Linked DNA regions of Mus musculus: regions 2 and 3 are each linked to region 1. A link is a contact called in public HiChIP or PLAC-seq data. All regions are on one chromosome and are shown on one strand. Each heading gives the region's core, a stretch centred on a gene start, on an enhancer-like site or on the middle of the called end of the contact. The rest is flanking DNA. Distances are from core to core; before and after follow the strand shown.

What was found. HiChIP or PLAC-seq counts read pairs in DNA pulled down with a chosen protein or histone mark.
Region 2: an H3K4me3 HiChIP or PLAC-seq map of bone marrow-derived macrophages shows a contact between it and region 1, with 4 times the contacts expected there. The contact joins the enhancer-like site here to the promoter of 9330151L19Rik in region 1. A contact is called at or near these places in 11 of 39 promoter capture datasets (the 3T3-L1 cell line, the C10 cell line, the HPC-7 cell line and 7 more), 2 of 15 datasets of contacts at CTCF or cohesin (the NIH/3T3 cell line and large pre-B cells), 1 of 484 Hi-C or Micro-C datasets (CD4 T cells), 7 of 115 datasets of contacts at active chromatin or transcription factors (the SCID.adh cell line, T-cell acute lymphoblastic leukemia, bone marrow-derived macrophages and 3 more) and 2 of 9 other capture datasets (adipose tissue and liver).
Region 3: a contact with region 1 is called in a FOXA1 HiChIP or PLAC-seq map of pancreatic cancer cells. The contact joins the enhancer-like site here to the promoter of 9330151L19Rik in region 1. A contact is called at or near these places in 1 of 39 promoter capture datasets (liver) and 6 of 115 datasets of contacts at active chromatin or transcription factors (effector CD8 T cells, embryonic stem cells, extraembryonic endoderm stem cells and 3 more).

Annotation. Positions count from the first base shown.
Region 1 is chr12:69,195,512-69,198,712 of GRCm38.p6, forward strand. 9330151L19Rik (RIKEN cDNA 9330151L19 gene) reads left to right here and starts at 1,700. Exons shown (of 2, transcript NR_033222.1): 1 at 1,700-2,104; 2 at 2,217-3,201. Dnaaf2 (dynein, axonemal assembly factor 2) reads right to left here and starts at 2,918. Exons shown (of 3, transcript NM_027269.4): 1 at 981-2,918. The coding sequence starts at 2,774.
Region 2 is chr12:69,645,224-69,648,424 of GRCm38.p6, forward strand. All of the region lies in intron 4 of Sos2 (SOS Ras/Rho guanine nucleotide exchange factor 2), which reads right to left. Among named protein-coding and RNA genes, the nearest start is that of Gm31679, 22 kb to the left of the region's middle. Within about 2 kb of position 1,463, at least 28 of the 459 cell types and tissues checked have an H3K27ac peak or open chromatin away from gene starts, as enhancers often do. A contact at or near this core is called in bone marrow-derived macrophages and neural stem cells, where this site is marked.
Region 3 is chr12:69,536,642-69,539,842 of GRCm38.p6, forward strand. No RefSeq gene overlaps it. Among named protein-coding and RNA genes, the nearest start is that of Gm46353, 12 kb to the right of the region's middle. Within about 2 kb of position 1,585, at least 346 of the 459 cell types and tissues checked have an H3K27ac peak or open chromatin away from gene starts, as enhancers often do. A contact at or near this core is called in effector CD8 T cells, extraembryonic endoderm stem cells, liver and 2 more, where this site is marked.

The sequences.
Region 1 (3,201 bases), core at 450-2,949:
CTGTGTCTCACTATAAAACTGGCCTCAAGCTGGGTGTGGTGGCACACGCCTTTAATCCCAGCACTCCGGAGGCAGAGGCAGGCGGATTTCTGAGTTCAAGGCCAGCCTGGTCTACAGTGTGAGTTCCAGGACAGCCAGGACTATACAGAGAAACCCTGTCTCGAAAAACCAAAAAAAAAAAAAAAAAAACTGGCCTCAAACTCATAATCCTCCTGCCTCAGGCTCCTGAACGTTAGGGTGTAACGCTCCTGAACGCATCATTATGTCCGATACTTGGGGCTTGATACAGTATAGTATAAAATAAAAGAACGGGTTTTATGATCCCATTAGCCCCATCACAGGTGATAATAATTAATGGTATAATTATAATAAATCTACTTAAGTCTTCAAATATGCCTTAATCCCACTGTGATTTAGAAAAACATCTAGAAGAAGTGAACTGTTTTGGCAGGCTGGAGCTCAGAGCTCAGGGTTGAACAGTCTACAAAGCTATTGTTGTCTGTGACAACTTGACTTTCTGGGAGGCTGCAGGCCAACACTCTGCCACCGAACTACACCTTAGCCTCTTCACTGTTGCAGTTTACATATAACTTTGATATAAACCTCAAACAAAATTACCAAGTGCCCAATCCACACACACACTTGTTTTTTTGAGACAAGATCTTACTAACTATAGTTATAACCTTTTTCTCAGGAGAGACTGAACCCTCAATTTCTTGCATACATTTCCAGAAGTCTAGAGAGAAGTCACTAAAATCCACTGGTTTTCTAGTCGGTGGACCCCGAGTAAACAGGTGTAATACGGGTCAACCGTGAAGGCTTAAGAGCATCCTTAGGATAGAATACGTGCAATCTTCTCTTTGAGAATGAGCTTAGCCTGCACTGTCATCGTATGAATAGATAGAAAATATTTGTTTATGTGCCTGTAACAAAAAATGTTTAAAGTAAGATAGAGTATTTCAAATAGTGAGAACGGTTACCTCCAAAGACTCCTTGTTCAAGCCACAATACCACTCTCGCCAAAGTCCGTGGCTCTCTGGAGATTTTGCCAGTACTATGACTGCATTATTTAAAGAAACGCTAGTCTCGGGTTCTCTGGTACTCAACTTATTCTCTGGAGCAAACTGCAAAGTGCAGGAATAACCCGAGTCTTGTGTAGAGAAGCACAATTCGTAACCGACGGGGCTTAGATGTCCGTGAAGAGTTTGTGGCAGAATCCCAGGCACTTGGATGAGCAAAGTCAAGGAGTCTTCGTCCTGATTACACTGTAAAGGAGGGCACACGGGTGCGATGCTCTCGGTTCCGGGGTCACCCATGGCTGAGCCCGCGGTGTCGTGGCGGGTCCTCTCCTGCTCCTCATTCGTCTGGACACCGGGGTCTCCGCACAGGGATTCGGTGTCGCCGCCCGGGAAAGCAGAGTAAGGGAGGCTTCGGTCCCCAGGAGAAGTCCCTTTCCCGAGGTCTAGAGGTGCCACCGAGTCCCCTCCGAAGTCCTGCTCCGGTTCGGGAACGAGCTCCCCTTCAGCGTGTGCAGCCCCGGGGTCTGGGGCTCCCACACCGCTCTTCTCCCCGTGGTCAGCTCCGGTTCCATCTGCAGACTCTTCCCGCGCCGCTGCAAAATCGCCCGCGGAAGTGCGGGCTACGTCGTCAGTTCCGGTCTCCTCCGCGGGCTCTTCCGGTGTCGCGGCCGGGGGTTCCTGGCGCGCGTCGGCCAGCGCCACCGGCAGCGTGACCACCAGCTGCCGCCGCGCCTTGTTGTACTGTGCCTTGCCGCGGCCGTCGTCCACCGGGTACGGCAGCGAGAGCCGCAGCCGGTAGTCGGGGTTTCTCGAGTCCAGGCACAGCAGCTTCCCCTTCACCTCCAGCTCCGCCCGCTCGACCGAGCGCAGCAGCGGCAGCTCGATGGTGACCACCAGCTCGTGCGGCACGGTGCTCGGGGCCGCGTCGCGCGAGCAGCGGTAATCCTGGAGGTCTACGTGGTGGCGCTGCACCACGGAGCAGCGCGGCTCCGTGGGCTCTGGGCGCTGCACGGCCTCGGGAGCGGGGGACGCGGGCGAGCGGGCAGTGTTCGCCGCCGCTGCCGCGGGGTAGCGGTATGGATATGGTGGGTCCGGGAAAAGCCCTGGTGGCTCCCCCTCGGGCTGGGCCGGGACGCCCCCGGGTAGGGGCGTGCGGAGCACTGCGGCCTCGGGCATCCCCTTGTACTTGATCTTCAGGGTCTTGGCGTTCCTGCGGTCCAGCCTGACGCCGAACTGCTGCTCCACCGCCTCCAGGGCCGTGGCGTCCAGCATTTCGCGGAAGCGCTCGTGGCTCCGGGCCAGCGCCAGCGCTTCGGGGTGGAAGACCACGTCGTAGACGGTGTAGCGGGCGCCGTTGCGGCCGGCATACTGGCGGCCGGGAGCCAGGCTATAGGGCAGGGACCAGTGGCTGCCAGCTGCCGTGCCGCCGCGCCCCGGGCCGGGCCGGCTGCTAGGTACGCCTACCAGTGAGTTGCTGCACACGTTCACGTAGCAGCGGTGCTCCCCGTCCAGGCTGGTACGCAGCACATGGCCCGGCTCAGGGTGCACGAACCGCACATCCACCCCACGCTCCCGCTCCAGGGCTGTGATCTCCTCCTCGTAGCGCCTCCGGTTCTCGGGGTCCGTGATCTCCGCGGCGTACTCGGAGAACATTCGGCGGAACTCTGGGTCCTGAAAGGCGGAGGTGAACCGCTGCACCTCCTCTCTGCTCAGATCCAAGTCCTCCAGCGCTGAGGAGGCCGCCGCCTTGGCCATGGTGACCCACACGGCCCAATGCCCAGACCCAGTGAAGGATCAGGGTGAATTGAGTGTCTAGGATGCGCTTCAGAGTCTGGCTCATGGAGAACTGACCAGTCCAAGAAGGTAACGGCTGGATTGTCAAGGCCGGGCAGCGCGTGCTTTGTTGCCATAGTAACGCCTGGGAGGAGGGGCAGCGATCTGGTAGAAATGCTAGAAATAGGCTCCACTGTTACTTCAAACCAAGCAGACACTACCTGCTACAGGTTTTAAATTACTGTGTCAGGATACGTGTACTTTGCAGTCTATTGTGGTAACTGTCCTCATCTTCAGCGCTGTGTCTTTATCTTATTAACTGTTTAATTTCACCAACAAGAGAGAAGTTTACTAGCTAATTCACAAACCTAACTTTATCTGACTCTCTTTACTTTGTGGAACCAACGTT
Region 2 (3,201 bases), core at 213-2,712, 450 kb after region 1:
TTTTATCATTCTGAAACAGAGTACTAACACTCAGCCTGAAGTTAGCTGAGACCTGGCTGTGGACAATAGGTTGTCCTTACTTGCAGCAATCCTCCTGTCTATGGCCCCTGAGTGCTCATATTACAGGTGTGCACCATCATACCCAGTTTTTGGCTGGCTCTTTAAGTACATCCTGCTCTTGAAGTGGACACAAGGTAAAACAAGAAAAGTGGTATGTTTTAAACCTAGATGGAAGTCTTTAATTTGTTTAAAATCCTATTCTTTAGCCAGACAATGGTGGCTCATGCCTTTAATCCCAGCACTTGGGAGGCAGAGGCAGGCGGATCTCTGAGTTCGAGGCCAGCCTGGTCTACAAAGTGAGTTCCAGGAACAGCCAGGGCTACACAGAGAAACCCTGTCTCGAAAAACCAAAACCAACCAAACAAACAAAATCTTAATCTTTTTAGATATTTTTATTGGGCAATTTAAGTTTCTCAAACTTATCTATACTTTCAAAAGCTGGATAGGATAACTAAAATGAATTCGAGAATTTGATTTTTTAAAGTATCTTGATTGTGATAACTTTAGAAACAATATGAAAATTTCTGTGGTTAAATTTGAGTTATGCTGATAAATGTTTAAATCTATAGCATGAGTTGAAGAAATCAAAACCAAAGAGTATCTCAGTTAGAAAAGTCCTAAGGAATTCAGATGTCTGCCACCTGGAGTAAGCAGGGTGACAACGGACGGAAAAAGTTAAACTCAAACTGTCACTGAGGGCAGGTAACATCAAGGAGCGGCCATGTGGTAGTCAGTCACTACCATCCCTCAGGGACTGTTCCTGTCAGCTGTACTTTACTCTCAAAATCACTCAGAATGCGATGGGGTACTTCATACTATTCTTCTACCTTTTCTATCAGCTTAAGTCACTTTCAAAGTAATAAAAAGTATGTAAGCTTGATCTTAGAAGTCAATATAAAAATGACAAATTTCTACAATGAAATGAAAGTGGAAAAACTCAGTTTTTAAATTACAGAGTAATAGATCTCAACTACAGTTAAAAAAATAGTTTTTCCAAATAATACTGCAGCTTGGGAGTCTAACTCAGGCTATTTAAAGCTCTGCAAACACCAGTGTTCTCTAAAACTTCCTAGTGAGTCTCACGTGCAGCCAAGGCTGACAACCCCCAGTGTGTACTGGGCCAGGTGCTGATTACTGCCTCTGTACCCTGGATCCACTGGTACACTGTTTACGTCACACTGTCCTGAGTTCCTTGTCTGCGACATTCCATCTCCCACTAGCACACACACCCTTAACATGGGGGCTTCTGCTATCTTCCCCAGTGCTGTGCTTCCCTTGTTCAGGACCAAGCTCTTCCAACGGTGCTCAGAAGATGAGAAATAGGAGGAGGACAAAGAGCAAGGGAAGGAAGAGGAAGGAGGAACGGAAGACTGCCTGTTCCTCAAGCAGCCCTTAGGAACAGGAAGGATGACTCTGTAATCAGAAGAACGGCAACAGAGTAATCAGAGGGCAGGAGCTTTGTTCTGAGCGGTGCCCAGGTCCTACCAAACTGTCTTAAGATAGCAAAGCATGGTCTTCAAAGTTACTAATACTTAAAACTCCAGAAACAGCTCTGTGTGTTCCCTTTGTAAAAATAAAAGACTCGGGCATGTGTAATGGCTCATGTCTAGAAATCCCAGCCCTCCAGAGGCAGGAGGAGCTCATGACTGACACCAGACTAGGCAGCCTGAGTTATATAGTGATACCCTGTCATTAAAAAGCAGGAAAGGGAAATAACTGAATAAAATAAACATTACTTAAAACTACCTTTCACCAACTGATTGGATAGATCCCGACACCTCAACCCTCCTGTATACAAAGCCTCCTGATGGAAACGGAGAACTCTCCTCCCTGCCATGATGCTCAACTCTAGAAATTCCAGATTCTGCAAAACCAGTAATTTTCTGTCTTCCAGCATCAGGAATTACAAAAGTTACTAATATACTGCATGGCATGAATATACACCCCTTCAAGCCCAATAACTGGGAGGCAAAGGCAGGGGAACTTCTATGAATTCAAGATCAGCCTGGCCTACGAAACAAGTTTCAGGCCTGCTGGGGATGCATACTGAGACAATGGCTTTAAAACAAAAAGCAATAACTGGGGCTGGAGAGATGGCTCAGTGGTTAGGAACACTGACTGTTCTTCCAGAGGTCCTGAGTTCAACTCCCAGCACCCACATGGTGGCTCACAACCATCTGTAAAGTGATCAGGTGCCCTCTTCTGGTATGTCTGAAGTCAGCTACAGTGTACTTATATACATACATATACATAAATAATCCTTAAAAACAAAAAGGAGAAGAAAGAAAGGGAGCCCTCCATTAAAAAAAAAAAAGCAATAAGCTAGTTTCTTCATGTACTGAAAACCTGAGGCCCAGTGTGATGGTGCGTGCTGATGGTGCATGCTGATGGTGCATGCTGATGGTGCATGCTGATGGTGCATGCTGATGGTGCGTGCTGATGGTTGTAGCATATTAGAGCCTAAATCAGAAGGATTTTAAGGGTGGTCTCAGCTATACAGTGAGTTCAAGGCCAAGCTGGGCTACTCAGTGAAATGTGTCTCAAATAAGCAGAGCAAGGGAGATGCCTGAGCAAGTAAAGATGTGTGTTACCAAGCCTGGTCCCCTGATCCCTGGTGGATGGAGACAGGATGCCTGAGAGGTGTCACCAGCTTCCACAGGTGCACTGTGTGCGTGTGTAAAAACAATTCCCAAATAAATAGCATGGATAAATGTAAAGAAACCGAAGGCAGAGCTCAGTGGCAAAGCGCCTGTCAGGCACATGCAGAGCCCTGGTTCTGATTCCTAGACCACAGAAGGGACTATTTATATCATGTTTCTAGTACTAGCTTTTACTCTATGTGAAATGTGGGAATTTAAAATATAAAAGTCCTGATAACCTTAAAAAAAGAAACTACCTTCATCACCGCTAATTTTAAGAGAAAAACTAAGCCGGGGTGGTGTCGCACGCCTTTAATCCCAGCACTCAGGAGGCAGAGGCAGGCGGATTTCTGAGTTTGAGGCCAGCCTGGTCTACAAAGTGAGTTCCAGGACAGCCAGGGCAGCCTGGTCTATAAAGTGAGTTCCAGGACAGCCAGGGCTACACAGAGAAATCCTGTCTTGAAAAAAGAAAAAAGAAAAAGAAAAGAAAAACTAATGGCAT
Region 3 (3,201 bases), core at 335-2,834, 340 kb after region 1:
TGTTATGATTTTAATCATGAGGAAAAATAAATGCAGGTTGTGCCACGTGGTACAACGATAACACAATGAGATGCATGCAGCGATCTCAGCACGACCTCCCTCTCTGCTGCAAGTGATTTTTCTACACAGCACGTGGTACTTGGCCAAAGCTACCCTGAATTTCTAGTCTTCCAGCTGGCATTTATAGAAGATAGGAGTGCCTAACCCTGCTGGCACTTGGAAAACAAAATCCCAGGGAAGGGCTCTGATGAACTCAAATGAGGTCCTGTGTTTACCCTAGAATCAGAAAGGGATGGGGGGTGGAGGTCAAGCTATGGTATAACTATGCCTTTCAGAAGGTAAAGAGGGATTTGGGAGCCTCCTGTAACCCAGGACAACAGCAGGGAGAGGCAGTTTTAGCCAGGGAGGGCCAGGTGGTCAGGAGCTGCAGATTCGTGGATGCACCGTTTTCAAACAGAGCGAGTAGGAGGAGGTGAGGCCATTCATTGATGGGAAAGGCAACCCAGCCAGTGTGGGTGTTTGTTTTGAACTTGGTGAATTTAGAATCTTTGGGGACATAATTGTAGAAGAAAGATCACACTGGTCGCTGACACTGGTCGCCGAGGATACAATTCTGCCGGTCAGAAAACCGTGGGCAGACTCAGCTACTGGAGGAAGACCGAGTGTGCCTCCCAAGGTTCCTGGCAAAAACTGTAGAAGGTGCCACCACATTGAGCTGCCTAGCAGCAGAGTCCTCCGGTGTCACCAGGCCACTGGTGAGAGACAGCCTGGCTAATTATGAATGCAATGCGGAGAAGCCAGAGTTAGTAAACCTGCCTGCATCCACATTTCTGTAGAATGCCTGCACTTCCCGTGACTCAGCGAGGGCTCCTCCTGTGGCTTGTTCCAAAGCACACTGGGAGTTGTTGGGCAAATATTTGAACAGCCTTTCGATCTGAAACCCGAGTAGCTGAGCCCTTCAGCTTCAGAGCCTGCAACTCCTTGCTGCCACTAGCTCTTTCTGTCCCTGCTACAGCCAACCCCTGCGGCAGCAGGAACCACTGAGCAACTAATCCCAAACTGGATTTTCCACCAAAAAAAAAATGTCACCAATGATGGAGGAGAGGAAAGATGACCAAAAGTCCAGGGCACCTTGCTCCCACTCAGAGGGCTCGCTTTATCTCTCATGGTCGGGTTACATGCTCATTTCGCGTTCAGCGGGAACTGAGTGTGTGATTAATCTCTTGATCAGGAGTGAGTCAGGCATGGGTGTGAATCCACAAAGTGCTAATTACAAACGTGCTTCCTTCCTGGGAGCCAGTAAGAGAAAGTTAGTAAGGCAAGAGAGAAGTGCTGGGCGGGTCCCTGAGCAGGGACCCAGAAAGACCCCTCCACTCCAGTTCCCCTCCGATCAGGCAGGGCAGAGGCGCTGCGGGTGCGGAATGAGAGACCCTGGCTTCTCTATGAGCTGCACATCTAAAATAAGACTCCACGGGAGACTCTGGGAATTTCCTGTACTTTTTAACTCTCAATGTCCTATTTATAAAGCTTAGTCACTGCAGTTGTTTCGCAGTTACTCCGCGGCGTGTAGAGACAGGTCATAACAGGAAACAGGCTCACAGGAGGCTCTCTCTCAACCGCTGGCTTTGGGGGAATCTGGGTCCGGTCTCCACTTGACAAGCTCAAGGGACTTAACTGGACTGGGTAGCTCTCTAATCTTTCCACTGGCCAGCCACACCCGGCTCTTACATATTCCCGAGGAGGGTCTGGCCTCTTCAAGGGCTTCTTACAGACACTGTGAGGCCCAGCTTCTTGGGAGACCCCCAGGCCCTGGCACAGAGTATGGTCTGAAGGCATCTTTTGCTTCCTGCAGCAAGAACAGACCTGCCCAAGCGTCTCTGCTCGTCCCTGTCTGCATAAAAAGGGCAGGTTCTCCCAGAAGGTTCCAGGCTCCATTGCCTATGTGCAGAAATTGTTAAAAACAATTAAGAGGCAAAGGAGGGGAGAAGAGGGAATGAGCTGAATCCAGCAAAGCTCAGCCAAATGTTTTGCTCCTGTTTCAACCCTGGGCAGAGCCACAAGAGAGAACAAAGCCCTGTTCACTTCCCCATTTCACAGCCACTAAGCTAGCCTCTGAAATCAGGCTCTCTCATCAGGGCTAGTAAACTAACTCCTGTCCCCAGTGTCCCCAGACACTACAGGGCAGAGGTAGCCCCATTTGTTGTTCTTCATGGGGGGCATGGAGTCTTCCCAACCAGAGCCAGCTTACTTCGTAGCTGTAGTTTCTCATAAAGCAAGATGACCAATAGGTGGGCTAAGGCTCTCAACCAACTTTTCTTGGGAGCCGGTACTGGCTTAGCCCTGACTTCTGAGGCTCTGAAGCAAAGAAGGTTTAGATTTGGAGATGTTCCTTGGCTTGAGACATTTTGGGTCACAGTCCCAATAGTGTGGTGGTTTCTGATGGAGCTGGGCCTCTCTTAGCTCTGGGTGTGCAACAGTCAGAACCCAAGATGGTGTCGTGTGCCAGGGTTCCTCCATGTCTTACACTAGAGGTGCAATGGCCCAAGGACTTCTTTGGATGGCATTCCTGGACCGGGGTGGTCTGGTCCATTCTCTGGAATCTCAGGCTCTTTTACCATCTGCTGCCTCTCAAGTCCCCAGGCTGACCACTGACCAAGCCTCCTATTCCGTTCTCTTTCTTCTGGCTTCTTCCTCTCTCTGTTTCTCTGCCTCTTTCCGTTCACAGGCCTTTACACCCCCTTTTTCTCCATCTCTGCATTTGCTGGCCTGACAGTAAGTCTCCAAAAGCCACATGGAACCCATATCTCAGCATCCAGAGGCCTAGAGATTTTCCACCTCCCAATGAGTCACACTTCCCTGAGCTCCCACCACCAACCACAACAGAGGCTGGGGGGAGGGCCATACTTACAGCGCATAAAGACAAAACATTCATCAACGGAGAAGAAGGATGTTTCAAACAAGTGAGAGCTGCCAAGGTTCAGCAACTGTGTCAGACGCAGGATCAACCTGCAAAACTCAGTAGCAGCTGTCTCCACCCACAGTCGCTGCTAGAAAGTACCACTTCGAAGATACTATTCATAACAAAGGCATGAATTACCAGATACGTAGGAGTTTATTAACCAGGAACACACAAAAAGTCTATAAGCATTTTAAAGTTCCAATAAGGCCGCATAAAATTATCTGCACACAAGAGAGCACATT